Linked DNA regions of Mus musculus: all the other regions are linked to region 4. The links are chromatin contacts, called in public promoter capture Hi-C maps. All regions are on one chromosome and are shown on one strand. The core of a region is the stretch at or near the end of the contact, and the rest is flanking DNA. Distances in the headings are between cores, read along the strand shown.

Region 1 (2,700 bases), core at 66-2,565, 2.2 Mb before region 4:
CAAGCGGCCCCATCTTATTAAACAAACAAGGGAAGGTCAAGGCGGTCTCCAATCTTGTTCAACAATCTCAGAGTCTGGGGTGCATGGGACAGGCAGGCACTGACAACTGAAAACCTGAGAGGTTGGGCTCAGCCAGGCCACCCTTGCAGCTCCTGCTCAACTCTAAGCAACTGAGGTAAGAAGCCAATCTGAGTTAGCTACCTCCACCTCCTCCCTCCCTCCCCCACTGCTGTAAGTCTCCAGAGAGCAACTTTCAGCCAACTCCCTGTCCCCCAAGGCTTCACACACACACCCTCCACAGTATCCAGCTCATCTTAAACATGACACTAAGCAAAACTCTAAGCAACTAAACAGACTCTGAACTCCAGGAAAGGTCAAAATATTAGAGCACTGAGAGCTTGCCTTCATTAGACAGTGGGGAAACTAAGATTAGAGAGGAACATGGGGTCAGGCTAGCACCAGAACCAAGTGTCCTCCTTCCTTGGACCTATGTACGCAGAAAAACATGTAGAGGCGGTCCCTAAAGCTGTTGAGGCTTCCTGGAGACCTCTTGAAAGACTAATGGACAAGATATAATATTGGTACATAAAAGGACCGGGCTGTAATTAGTCAGTCCAATGTCCCCAATTATACTTGTATACAAACTGATCCCAAAGAGGGTGCTAGACCTACGATGGGAAATGATGTAACTTCAGTGAGTTTTCCATCTGCTGCTCCTGGCAGCAGAAGGTAACTGGGTTTCTTCAAGGTAAGGTTATGCGGGTTTAAATTTACAAATACCTTCAACCTTCCAAAGGAGTCATGACCCACCCACCCACCTCTCCCTTGAACCCAGTTTGACCCCATAATCACCCTTGTTGGATGGATTCTTGCTGTAGCACTGAACCACCAGCGCCATGGCCAAGGCCCACATGCCCAGACCCGTCTTGTTGGGGACCCCATTCCAGCTGTCTTGTCCCGGGAGTGTTTCTTCGGGGCTAGGACCGCGTTCCGACGAGGCGGCAGTCAGGTATGGGATCTCGGTGCGTTCTCCACGGCGCCCCCAGGTGGCTGCCCCCCGTCCGGGGACGAAGGTAGAAGATGCTCCAGGGCGCACCCAAGCGGCAGCTCTCAACCGCTGCGGCTCCCCGCGGTCTCCGGTGACAACGCCACGGCCGTAAGCACCTCCCCGGCTTTGGAGAGATGGAGATTTGATTAACCCTAGGAAGAGCCGAGGCGCTGGCGTGGTTCTCCTCAACACCGCGGACAACATCATGACACCTGCTTCTAAAACCCGCTGGTGCCGGCCCCTGTGCTAGCCACGATCAACATGGCTGCCGCGGCGCGTTCGAAGACGCCGCTTATAAGGTGGGACTGCGCACTACCTCACGGGAGTGGTAGTCCACAGCCCCAGATCTTTCTCTAGCTGGAGACTAAACAAACTACATTTCCCCGAGGGCTGTGGAATGACATCACAATGACCGCTGACAGCGGAGCTGGAAGAATGTTGGGAAATGCAGTTCGGGCAGAGGGGCGTGGCAAAAAGGAAAACTCTGGTGGGGCGTGGCAATTAGGATTCAAGATTCCAGAGCCCCGTATTTGTATTAACACAGAACTTTAAGCCCTGCCTTTGGAAGGTGGGAACCTGAAAGAACGGGAATTCAAGGTCTGGGTCAAAATCACATTCTTGGTCTAGGTCAGCCCCAACTGTGTAAGATATCAAATATCAAATCAAAATATCGAAAATCAAAATACAGGAATCCTAGAACAACTTCCCTAGTGTTTAAATAAAATTGCATTTTCGATGAAGACCTGTTAAGTAACTTGTACCCCTCCCCACTTTTATTCTGAGTTGCTATTGCTTTTCAAAAAGATGTTGAGTGTTGGGAAAGGTGGTGTGTGTCCTTAATCCCAGCATTCCAGGCAAAGGCAAGCAGATCTCTCTGAATTTGAGAAAGTCTAGTTTGCATAGTGAGTTTCAAGATAGTCAGGGTTATGAGCCAGAGAGACTCTGTCTCAAAAGACTTTAAGACTGTGTGTGTGTGTGTGTGTGTGTGTGTTTAAAGATGTGTGTGTGTGTGTGTGTGTGTGTGTGAGTGTGTGTGTGTGAGATCCTTAGGTTTGGCAGCAAGTGTCTTTTATAGTTGAGCCATCTTGTTTGTTACATAATAGTGAATCTATGAATTGTGTTTCAGTTGATTCCTTCTGTAGTTAGCTGACAATTAGCTACTCATATATCTGTGTCTGGCCCCTTGTGTCTCACAGAATTACAAAACTGGGTTTGGGATTGTCTGGGGTGTTGTTTTACCCTGGCTCAAAGCTGTACCTTCCATAGAGTTGCTCCTGATCTAGAGGATACAGAGAAAGCCTTGTAGGCGGAATGCTTCCTGCTCTTGCATTAGAGCCTCTTGAGCTAGATCGAGGGAACAGTTTGTCTGGGCTGCCAGGGCTTCTGACAGGCCCAGGTACTTTGCTGGTTGGTATCCAGTGGTGCCTAGCTGGCTTGTTTGAATTGTTAAAGCAGGTTTTGGGGCTTTCCATTAGCCTGTTGGCTGAGAATAGGTCTTAAGCCTTGGTTTGCATCTGTCCCACTCAAGTCTCATGCCTGCGTTTACCTGTACATGGAGCACTCTAGCTAACATCCATTTTCCTAAGAAAGGTCAGTACATGACACTTGCCCTATTCTTTGCTTTTTCCTTCTCCACTTCTGGAACTCTTCAT
Region 2 (2,700 bases), core at 80-2,579, 2.4 Mb before region 4:
CCAGGACAGCCAGGGCTATACAGAGAAACCCTGTCTCGAAAAACCAAAAAAGCAAAAAAAAAAAAAAAAAATGTTTAGAAAGAGAGAAAGAAAGAAAGAAAGAAAGAAAGAAAGAAAGAAAGAAAGAAAGAAAGAAAGAAAGGCAGACTTTTATCCCAACAGTCGGGAGGCAGAGGGCAGGTGGATCTCTGAGTTCGAGGCCAGCCTGGTCTACAGAGTGAGTTCCAGAGCAGCCAGGGCTACACATAGAAACCCTGTCTCAAAAAGAAAAGAAAAAAAAAATCAGGCAGGAGAAGTAGTGTGGAGTCATAAGCCTTAGAATGCTGCTCCAGGATGCCTGATAGACTTCTCTCAAGCAAACGAACGACACCAGACTTGTAGACAAACTCCAGTGTCCACAGCCCTGAACAGTGTGAATGGCGCACATCGGGGGCCCGATACTCACCAAAGCTCAGGATTCTCTCCCCTGCAATCTGGAGGCCTTCTCTTGCTTCCTGGCCTTTAATCCCACTGTTGGATGTGGGGGGTTGTCAAACACCTTCCTGTTTTTTCAGCCTGGTCACAAGACACTAGCAGGCTGGGCCAGACTAGACACTGACAGTCAGTTTTGCTGATAATAAGCTGCTATCTCAGGGAGATACTTCTTGGACTGGCTCCAAGGTGACTGTGAAATTCTGTCCCTCCCTAGTGGTCAAATGATCTCAACACTTAGGCTCCGGATGGGTACAACACTTCAACATTCAGGGCATTAGGGCTCAAATGCAGTCAAATAGCTGATGGAGGTCCTACACAAGCTGCCTAGCTCTCCTAGCATCCCCCAGTCTCTGCTTGTTTTCAGGATCCTCCTGGTTGGCGTGCCTGGTTCCCTGACCTAAACCTTCTCCAGCCCAGGGCCTGGGCCACCCTTCTTCTAGTGGTTCTTCTCTATAGAATGCAGTCATTTTGGCTAAGCTGGTCTTTTTACCCTTTTGCACTTTTGGTCTCATGGCTTTCCCCTCTCCCCTCCCATGACCCAGCTCAGGGTCTTGTTCACTCTGGGCCCTTCCAAATGCTTTTCTGGCTAGGCTCTTCTCCATATCTACAATAAACTTTCTCCTCCACCATACCTAGGGGCTGTCATGGCCTCCTTTTTATTTCTTTTTTTCCTCACTCAGGCAGGAGCTGAGGCAGGGCAGGGTGTTCACTCCAGGCCCCAGCTCAATCTTCACCTCAAATCCTCACTGGAAAGGTTAATTATTCAGAAGCTGTAGAGCTCAGGAGCATCACCCAGGGGGCAAACCTCACTCTTGCAATAGAGGAGCCATAAAGGCCAGTTAATAATCAGCCCCGGGGCAGAGACAGCTTAGAAGGGCCTCCAGCTTTAGGCTTTATAGATACCTGGCCCACCCTTCCCCAGTCAGCAGGCTGATCTGGAAGTATAAACAAGAAAGGAGGCTGACGGCTCTAGAAGTCCCCAACCTGTTGTGATCTTCAGTAGACAAACACTCCTGGTGTGTCACAGGATTCAGGTACATGGCAGTGGCCAGGGCGAAGGGTAGCAAGACAGAACCAGGGACCTCCTGGGAGCCTGTCTCTCTTTGTAGGGCCTTGTTCTTTGGCTAATTTTCCCCCAGAGTCCAAATTGCCTCCTCTCTCTCCTTCCTCCTTCCCTTCTTCCTTGCCTTCCTTCCCCTCCTTCCTTTTCTCTTTCTCCTGACATTCACCAATGTAGTGGTCTCTACTATCTCACTTAAATTTCGGTTGAGACAGCTCCCACATCTATGTCCAATTTGGAGCCTTCCTCTGGGGCCACACACGCACAGGTAACTGATCAACAACTCCGAGTCTCCTGCTCAAATCTACTCCCCACTCCTTTATCCAACAGCAGCGCCATCCTGGGCTCCCAGTAAGGGATGGGTGGGGGACGGGGTCCTGTTTTGGCTGCAGTGAAATGTGGGTGATGTCAAAATTAGCTCAGATCCTTAAGGGTTCCCCCCACGCCCCCACGCCTGTAAAGATCTGTCACAGGAGTGGGAGGTGAGCAAGTGGAGAAGGAAAGGAAGCCTGGGCTTCCACAGCACTGAGGCTCTCGTCAGAAAGGTTAGGCCATCAGGGTCTTGTGACTGGAAGTGGGTGATAGCCTGGCTGGTGAGGTTGGGGGAACTTGTAGCTGAGAGAAGTTGGGGACATGGGATCTTCTGATTCTATACAACAGGCCTGGAAGTTGCAAGCCTGTGTTCTAGTGACAGTCCTGCCATTGGCTCTGGTGTGGTCCTCTGGGGCTCATCCTATTCATGTGTATAATAGGACATGGGTGTTGGTAGTGGATGGATTATTTTAAAGGATCTTAGCAGCTCAAGACACAATGTGAGGTGTTTGTTTGTTTGAGACAGGGTCTTTCAGTGTAGCCTTGACTATCCTGGAACTCTCTCTGTAGATCAGGCTGGTCTCAAACTTACAAAGATCTGCCTGCCTCTGCTTCCCGAGTGCAGGGATTAAAGGCATGCACCACCACAGCCCGGCTGTTTGTTTATTTATTTGCAATGCTGGGATTGAAACTGGGGCTTCACACATACTAGGCATGTGCCACCACCCAGCTGTTTGTTTATTTGTTTACTTGCAATGCTGGGGATTGAACCCAGGGCCTCACACATGCTAGGCCAGCCTTTGCCATACACATCCCAAGAACGGAGCCTGTACTATTAATCGCATCCCTACAGA
Region 3 (2,703 bases), core at 164-2,663, 2.4 Mb before region 4:
AGTTTCCTCATCTGTAAGAATGGGGATAATTAAAATTATATCATCCTCAGTTATTACGACAAACAAAGAAAATAATGAGTAAAGCTGTATGTTGCTTAAAGAGAGAAGAGACTGGGAGCCAGAGATGGAATGTGGCATTGTGATTATGCACAAGATTAGCAATAGCAGAGATCTAGTAAAATTCATTTTAAATACACACACACACACGCACCACAAAACTTATTTTTTGCTCTTTTGATTCATGTCACATCCAACCAGTGCAAAATGGTGTGGACATGAACCACCTCTCTCACCAACCAGTCAAACTGCAGTACACACAACCAAGGATAAAAGAAATTCTCAGAGGGATGAGTAAATAACAAACAAATGAAGAATGAACTAACATGGAAGAGAACAAAATCAACTCTGTGGGCTGAAGCTGCTGACCAGGAAGGTCACCAAGAAGCTGAACTAAAACGCCCTGGCTCACAAACCCAGTGACATGTAGAGCTTGACTTTGGCCACACACTCGATGGGGGCTTAAATCCTACGCAAGGCAGGGATCCTGGCCCAGCACTGTAGGAAGGGCACAGGAAAAAATAGAGTTGGTGTCTACCTTGGTGTTTCCCCCTATTTTTAGTAAATGAAACAGGGTTACAATATTTAGCCCTGACTGTCGTGGAATTCTCTATATAGACCAGGCTAGTCCCAAACTCACAGAGCTCCGCATGCCTCAGCCCCCGGATGCTGGGATTAAAGGCGTATACCAGCCCCCACACCCGGCCCTACTCTAGCTTTTGTTCCAACTTAATTTGACCCACGCAGAACTAGACGCTGTCATTCCCTAGACCAAAGCCCCCCCAGGTCCGTGTGATGGGGGAAAAAAAAAAAGGCGCGTCCACCACGATCCCGAAAGCACTGACAGATTTTATATACTAAAATTCTACCCACCACCGCCCATTCTTTGCTCATTATGATAATGACTGCGAGATTGACCAACAGGAAGGAGGCAGGGGCGGGTCTCCGTCAGGATTTTGACCTTATAGGGATGCTAATCGCAAAATGCGCGCGGCCTGGCCGAAGCCAATTAACTGCAAGAAATGCTGGGTGACAGGAAGTGAAACCAATGCATGACGGACCATGTGCGATGGGTGGGGCTTAGACTCTAGGAAACGGCCAGTGAGCAGGATGTCTTTAAGAGTAAAAATGGGGAAAATGAACTGCTAGGGAAGCGAGTCAAAGGAACTGGGTTTCTCTGGAAGCCGGAAGAAAGAACAAGCAAGGAAACGGCAGCAGTCTCGTTTCCGCACTTACCGCGCCAAGAGCCGGCAGCCGGCGGCGACCCGGAAGCGTTTCCCCAGGTCTGAGCGGAAGAACCCACCAGAATCCGGGACTCACTAACGCATGCGTCTTGCGTCTCCTTTTGTTTCCCGCTTCAACACCGAGCCGGAAGTGATGTTGATGTACTTTAGTTACGTACTAGTTGGGGGAGGACCCTCGCTTGCCCCGCCTACCTGTCAGCTCCTCCTTGAATCTCCAGCGGCAGGGTTTCTCCAGGCTAGCCCCTCGCCTGCGTTCGACTAGTCCCGCCCTCCTGCCACTCGGCGGTGTTTGCGTGTTAATCTCCTCGAAATAGTATGGTTTCCAGAAATGTTCGCTTGTGTGGATGCCGTGTGTGCTGCTGCGTTCCAAGAAACATCTGTTTCTTCCCTTCTGTTCTCTCAGACTCGGTTTTCTGTTTGAACCCTTCTCCTCCTCCTCCTCCTCCTCCTCCTCCTCCTCCTCCTCCTCCTCCAACTCCTCCAAGATCTATTTATTATATGTAAGTACACTGTAATTGTTTTTCAGACGCACCAGAAGAGGGCATCAAATCTCGTTACGGATGGTTGTGAGCCACCATGTTGCTGGGATTTGAACTCGGGACTTTTGGAAGAGAAGTCAATGCTTTTAAGCGCTGAACCATCTCACCAGCCCCTCTTTTCTTCTTTTTTAATTTTGGTTTCTCGAGACAGGGAACTCAGAAATCCACCTGCCTCTGCCTCTGCCTCTGCCTCTGCCTCTGCCTCTGCCTCTGCCTCTCTGCCTCCCAAATGCTGGGATGAAAGGCATTCGCCAGCACTGCCCGGCATCCATTCTTTTCTTTCTGAGAGGATACCTTGAACATGCTAGACAAGCCTCTGTCATGGAACTACATCATATTCATAATATTTACTTTTCTTTTTTGAGACAAGGTTTCATTGCGTATTCCTAACTGGCCTGAAATTCACTATCTAGACCAGGTTGGCTTCGAAGTCTTCCTGTTGGTATTAAAGCTGTGTAACACCACGCTGGCCTCTTTTTTATCTATTTAAAATTTTATCTTATGTATATGTGTGTTTGAACATCGTGTGTGTGTGTGTGTGTGTGTGTGTGTGTGTGTGTATGCATGTGTATGTATGTGTAGGCCCAAGAGTGATGCTGGGAATTTTCCTCAATTGCTCTTCTATCTTATTCTTATTCAATACCACAAGTCCCTGCTATCGCTGGTCTGACTATCCAGGTTCTCTGAGAATTCTCTGTCTTTACAGAAATTACAGGCTGGTTGCCATAACCATCCAGCAATCATGTGGGTTCTGAGGACCCAAACACCAATCCTGGCTTCTTTTACAACAAGCACTTTAACCCCTAAGGTATCTCCCCAGGCCTGTACATTCTTTGTCTACGCTGTTTCTTCTGTAACTAGCA
Region 4 (2,700 bases), core at 182-2,681:
TTGAATTTTCTGAGCACGGCCATCAGGGTAGCTGGCACAGGTCTTCAGATACAAGGAGATAGTTATAAGAAGGCAGCCATGGCTGTGGTGCACTAGAAATGGAGAAACAGCTTCATCAGGTGACAGACCAGTCTGACTCTGTCCCATGATTAGAAGCCATCTTGTTACAAGGTCAAAATAAGTTCATTCCTGTTTTCTGTAACACTTGGGTTTGATCCTGTCGTCAACCCATTTTCTGGAATTTGACATGTTCCATACTCCATTATACCCTGACTTCCACCCTGATAAGATGTTCTGCCAAGTTCCTGTGTAGCCAACATTCCCCTGGAAATCTCTCTTCCCTTGGAAACCACCTAGTCTTAGAAATTTTGAGTTATATAAATTCCACTTCTATGTTTGATGCTATTCTTTAAAACTCCACTTTAGGGAGATAGCCCTGTCTGATAGAAAATAAAACTTGCTTAATTTGTCTAAAAGAGTTTAAGTAATAGTTTTTACTTTTGTTCCGTGGGATTAATACAGGGTGAAACAGACTCCCGTGTTTCCAGTGTGAAGTGAGCCACACACTGCAGTACAAGTTATATCAGCAGGTTCTGCCTCTGGGCAATGAACTTTTGCTTGTGTGGACATCAGGGTCTGTGTGAAGGGAAGGTCCTATGGCCTAGATTTATACTATTCAACAGTCTGTCCCCGAAGCCCTGGTGCTTTATTATTTTGACAAGCCCCTGCTGCTGGTATTCCACCCTGCTGCGAGTCAAAAAAGTTCCTGTCTCGGAAAAACAAAACAAAACAAAACAACCAAAAAATAAAATTTTTTTTTCCCACAGGTTCTAGTGGAGGTGCTCACTACCAGAAATCCTACAAATAAGCCCATCTCATGGATCAGGGTTTACCTTTGTAATAATATTAAATCTGTGTGCATGTGCGCACGCATGTGTTTTATGCTTGCATATATGTATACGCAGCCATGGTTTTCTACTGTCCCACTCACTCTGTAACTTACTGAGCCATCCAGCTGGTCCTCTAAATACATTTCAATGAAAGTTTTCATTAGCGTGAACGTGAAGGTGGTAAAATCTGTTAGTGTGTGCTTATGCCTGTGGTTTGCACCTCTAGTCTGAAGGTTGCTCTTTTCAAATTTTTTATTTATTTACGTTTTTACTTTTGAGTCAGAAACTCATAAAGGCCAAGCTGGCCTCGAATTCGCTATGTAGTCAATGATGACCTTAAACTTGTGACCCTCTACTTCGTTAGTGCTGGAACCCCAAGCTTGCTGAGTACAGAGCACTTTCAGACCGGAACTAGATGTCTACTTCCTGTTCCGCCTACATTACAGGTTGCTAGGTTACACCCCCCCTACGCCGTTTTAGACGCAAAACTTCATTTCCCATGCAAAACTTCATTTCCCATGAACACTTGCAAGGGTCGCCGCGCTGCGCGGCGTCATTGCTCCCGCCCTATATACCTACTTCCGCCCGCGAGCCACTTCCTTTCCTTTCAGCGGCGCGCGGCTGCAAGATGGCGGTGCAGATTTCCAAGAAGAGGAAGGTAAGCGTCTGGGCCCGGTTCGGGAGTCCGCCGCGGGTTCTACAAGTGCCAGGGAGGCCTGTGGCTCCGTGATCAGTCCTGTGGAGCGTCTGGGGCCGCCTGCCGTCTCTTCGAGCCTCGGATGGCCGTAGATTGTGTATTGGGCCGGAGCCGGGCGAGTGCTGTGTGCCTGGGCAAGGGAGGGACAAACTCCTCGAGTTCTGGACCGACTCGAACACCGGGCGCCTCCAGTTCCGGACTAGACACCTTTGAGCGTTTCTTGGTCTCCATAATAGTAATCCTGTGGCACAGTTAGAGGGCGTGTGCCATCAGATCTAGTCCAGTTTCTTTAGTAAGTGAAGTTTAGCAGTCCCTTCTCTTAGTCGCGTGATCCTGCAAGTGGCCATAGTTGAAAGCCTACTTACTGACTGCTGCCGTGTTCACTCGGGACCCGGAGCTGCAGCGTCCCTGTGGTTATCATTTCATGGGGGAAAAGTGTGCAGGTTGCCAGGTTTAGAAATAGATGGTCTGTCGTTTGTGCTTATGCACACAGATGATAAACCTGTTTTGAGTCAGGATTCCTCTCCTATCCGAGGTACAACTTACAGTCCCAGCTGTACATGTGCTACTTGGAGACAGATTTTTCTTTGTCTCTTGGGTGTAGATTATGCCGTAGAGCCCTTCGATGAAGAGGTGATGACGAGTCTGAGTAGGAAGTGTTGTCTTTGTCCAAGATGCCTCACTATGCTGCGTTCTGTGGCACAGCTGAAAGCACTGTGGTCAAAAGAAACTTCCTAAAGATGACCAAGAGGCATTTGTCTGAGAAGGGTTGCTGCTTTTCTGTAGGGCCATTGGGCTTGCTCTGACTAACCCTGTCTTCACCTCAGAGGTAACTTGTTTCCTTTGGTTCAGTTTGTAGCTGATGGCATCTTCAAAGCTGAGCTGAATGAATTTCTCACTCGGGAGCTGGCTGAAGATGGCTACTCTGGAGTTGAAGTCCGAGTTACACCAACCAGGACAGAAATCATTATTTTAGCCACCAGGTAGAAATACCATTGATTGTCACCTGTAAATACTGTGTGTACTGAGATGCTGTGTAAACTTGGGCCAACCAAGCAGTAAATCTGGCCTCAGTGGGTGTAACTGCTTTGTTAGAACTGCATTTGGGAAGAA
Region 5 (2,700 bases), core at 159-2,658, 2.7 Mb before region 4:
GTTACAGATGGATGTTCAAACTAGCTTTTCCTGTTAGGCGATTTATACATTATTCTTTCAAGTATATACTGAACATCGACAATATATTATGTTTCTTCCATTTACTGTCTTTAAAAAAAAAAAAGAGATTTATTTATTTTATGTATACCAGGAGAGGGCACCAGATCCCATTACAGTTGGTTGTGAGCCACCATGGGGTTGCTGGGAATTGAATTCAGGACCTCTGGAAGAGCAGCCAGTGCTCTTAATCGCTGAGCCCATCTATCTCTCCAGCTCCTTTAAGATGTTTTTGTTTGAGGGAATCATTTAAAATTCTTAGCAAATCTCGTTTCAGTTCTATATTGATTTCCCAGGACGTGGTGGAGAGGTAGTATGTACCTCTTTTTTTTTTTTTTTTTTTTTTTTTTAACACAGCTCCTGTTATCTGTGAGACCTCAATAATTTAGAGAGGTCTGGTTTCTAGAACATGCCCACTCTTCTGCTCTCTGCTAGATCCTAGGAGAAAAGACACCAAAAGGATGAAAATGAAGCTTTGGCCCAGATCAGGGGAGGGAGGAGGCATAGAACGGAAAATAAATAAGATACAAAGTAACAAGGTCTTTACAAGCAGACTGCCTGAACTTCACCGGGACTTGTAAAGGTTACCAAATGTGTCCTGGAGAAGGCCGCAAGAAACCCAGAACAAGTATAGATTCTGAAAGTGCAGCTGAGGCTGAAGGGCCAAGAATCTCCTCATTGGGCTCAAGCTCTGTTAAGGCAAATCCATTGCTCAGGTCTATTCTAGAGATTCAGAGGGGGAAAGTGTACGGCGAGGGCTGGCTTGCGCTGGAAAGAACAGTGGGGAGTGGAGTGTCTGCAGACAATCTGTGGATTGATGGGTTTCCAGGAAGGGTCCTCCGGCTCTCCAAGTGCAAGCTAGGTGGCCAAGGAGCCTTCCCATCATTGCCCGCAGACAGGAGCTAGAGAAGGATAGAACAATTACCAGGTCATCCTTGGGACTTCCTTCTGATTGGCCGGAGCTTCCGTAGCGAGTCTCCGCGCTCCAAGGAAGGGGGCGGGGCCTGGACACAGCGTCACTGCGGTTTGGTGCTCACTCCTCTAGCCACGCACCAGCCCTCTTCGAGGGGCCTGTGTGACGTCATGAGCCTCTCTCAGCCAACCGTTGCGGCAGAGGGAGTGGGACTCTACATCCCTCCCCATCGTCCCTCCTTTCCCCCCCCCCCCCCCCTTTCCCGGCAATTCCTTACGCTCCTCCTCTTCCCCTCCGTTCCTAATCAGAGACCGCCTCCACGTTCGGTTTCAAAAGGATCGTCACCCAATGAATAACGGTGTGGGCCTCGAGTGGCGGACCGGCCCGCCAATGCCCGGCCGCCAAGGGCGGAGCGGCCGGAGCCGATCTCTGACGGTGGACGGCGTGTGACGCAGTCAGGCCTCTGCGCGCTGCGCCCGAAGCGGCGGTCGGTGGCAGCGGCGGCGGCGACGACGGTTTTTCTGGAGGCCGCGCGGTGAGCGGCGGGTGACGGGCGGACCTGGGCTCTCACTCCAGACGCACCGCTGTAAGTCGGGAGCGCTGCCGGGGCTGGGCGGGTAGATCTTCCTCTCTGTACCGGCATCTGCGCTGGACGCCCGGGGCCCTCTCCGCCGCCGAGTCTCGTGCCGGGCGCGCTCCTTCGGGCCTGCGTGAGGGGGCGGGGCCCGGGGCCTGCGGCCTGGCTCGGGAGGCCCTGGGAGGGGATCCAACTGTGTGGGGCGTAGGCCGGAGGGGTCTCGGGTCGCAGCCCACATTGAGTGAACCTCGCTTTCTCCGGTGCTACTCATTCATTCGCTGGGTGGAGGTGAGCAGCCCGCGGTAGGCAGACCCTTGCAGGGTGGTGCCTTGGGGGGACTTCAGTGAGGTCTCCCCGTCACTTCCTTGACCACTCTACAGGACACGTTTTGTCTAGGGTTCAACCAGAGGGTTGAGTGAGTCAGAACTGTGTTTAGCTTTTTAAGACACTGACAATTGTCTGATAAATAAAATGAAGGGTTCTTTCTGTTCCGTGTAAACCTAGGTGAGAAAGATTGAATTTCTGAGTAACTGGAGCCATAAGCGTTTAAATTGTCAATCGCCCCCACTCTGCCTCAAGTACAGAGGCTTTATTAGTGGGAGGTAGGTAGAGGAAGAGAATCCAGGTGTCTTGATTCAAGTCTAGTAGAATTTGTATACTCTTCCACCCTTCCTCTATGTTCCAGTCTCCCAATATTGGCAATTCTCTATTTGGTAGGGGTAAGGACCCAGCATTTGACATAATTTTCAAAAACACTTCTAGTTTAGCTGTTTTCATGTTCGTTTATATATAGTAAGATAACTTGATTAGTAGTACCCTGATGGGGACTTTTTTTGCTTTTTTTTTTTTTTTTTTTTTTTTTTAACTTCGGAGACAACCCTTGGTTGGCCTGGAATTCGCTATGTAGACCAGGCTTGCCACAGACTCAAAGAGACCACCTGCCTCTAACGCTGAGGTAATGAGATTAAAGGTGTTTGCCATCACATCCAGACTTAACATAGACTTTTGAGAACAAAACTTTAAAAATGATGAAATTGGCTTTAACCTTGGCAGTGCACACCTTTTATCCCAGCACTTGAGAGGCAAAGGCAGGAGGCACTCTGTGACTACAAAGCTAGCCTACTCTTCATACTGAGTTTCAGGACATCTAGGG

Evidence for each region. Promoter capture Hi-C pulls out the DNA fragments that hold promoters and counts their contacts. Capture Hi-C pulls out chosen DNA fragments and counts their contacts.
Region 1: a promoter capture Hi-C map of adipose tissue shows a contact between it and region 4, with 3 times the contacts expected there. The contact joins the promoter of Clpb here to the promoter of Rps3 in region 4. A contact is called at or near these places in 3 of 39 promoter capture datasets (liver, neutrophils and pre-B cells), 1 of 484 Hi-C or Micro-C datasets (B cells) and 1 of 9 other capture datasets (adipose tissue).
Region 2: a promoter capture Hi-C map of liver shows a contact between it and region 4, with 10 times the contacts expected there. The contact joins the promoter of Folr1 here to the promoter of Rps3 in region 4. A contact is called at or near these places in 2 of 39 promoter capture datasets (both in liver).
Region 3: a contact with region 4 is called in a promoter capture Hi-C map of pre-B cells, with 4 times the contacts expected there. The contact joins the promoter of Anapc15 here to the promoter of Rps3 in region 4. A contact is called at or near these places in 5 of 39 promoter capture datasets (erythroid cells, liver, neutrophils and 1 more) and 1 of 484 Hi-C or Micro-C datasets (B cells).
Region 5: a promoter capture Hi-C map of pre-B cells shows a contact between it and region 4, with 4 times the contacts expected there. The contact joins the promoter of Nup98 here to the promoter of Rps3 in region 4.

Annotation. Positions count from the first base shown.
Region 1 is chr7:101,662,366-101,665,065 of GRCm38.p6, reverse strand. Clpb (ClpB caseinolytic peptidase B) reads right to left here and starts at 1,315. Exons shown (of 16, transcript NM_009191.4): 1 at 853-1,315. The coding sequence starts at 1,255.
Region 2 is chr7:101,869,417-101,872,116 of GRCm38.p6, reverse strand. Folr1 (folate receptor 1 (adult)) reads left to right here and starts at 1,329. Exons shown (of 7, transcript NM_001252554.1): 1 at 1,329-1,508. It overlaps Gm35597 (a long non-coding RNA gene), which reads right to left and starts at 1,406. Exons shown (of 3, transcript XR_378387.3): 1 at 446-1,406.
Region 3 is chr7:101,895,041-101,897,743 of GRCm38.p6, reverse strand. Anapc15 (anaphase promoting complex C subunit 15) reads right to left here and starts at 1,413. Exons shown (of 6, transcript NM_027532.4): 1 at 1,294-1,413; 2 at 1-11.
Region 4 is chr7:99,482,440-99,485,139 of GRCm38.p6, reverse strand. It overlaps Rps3 (ribosomal protein S3), which reads left to right and starts at 1,431. Exons shown (of 7, transcript NM_012052.2): 1 at 1,431-1,548; 2 at 2,440-2,570. The coding sequence starts at 1,519. Snord15a (small nucleolar RNA, C/D box 15A) reads left to right here and starts at 2,208; the gene lies at 2,208-2,355.
Region 5 is chr7:102,208,874-102,211,573 of GRCm38.p6, reverse strand. It overlaps Nup98 (nucleoporin 98), which reads left to right and starts at 1,408. Exons shown (of 33, transcript NM_001287164.1): 1 at 1,408-1,556. It also overlaps a transcript of Pgap2 not described here.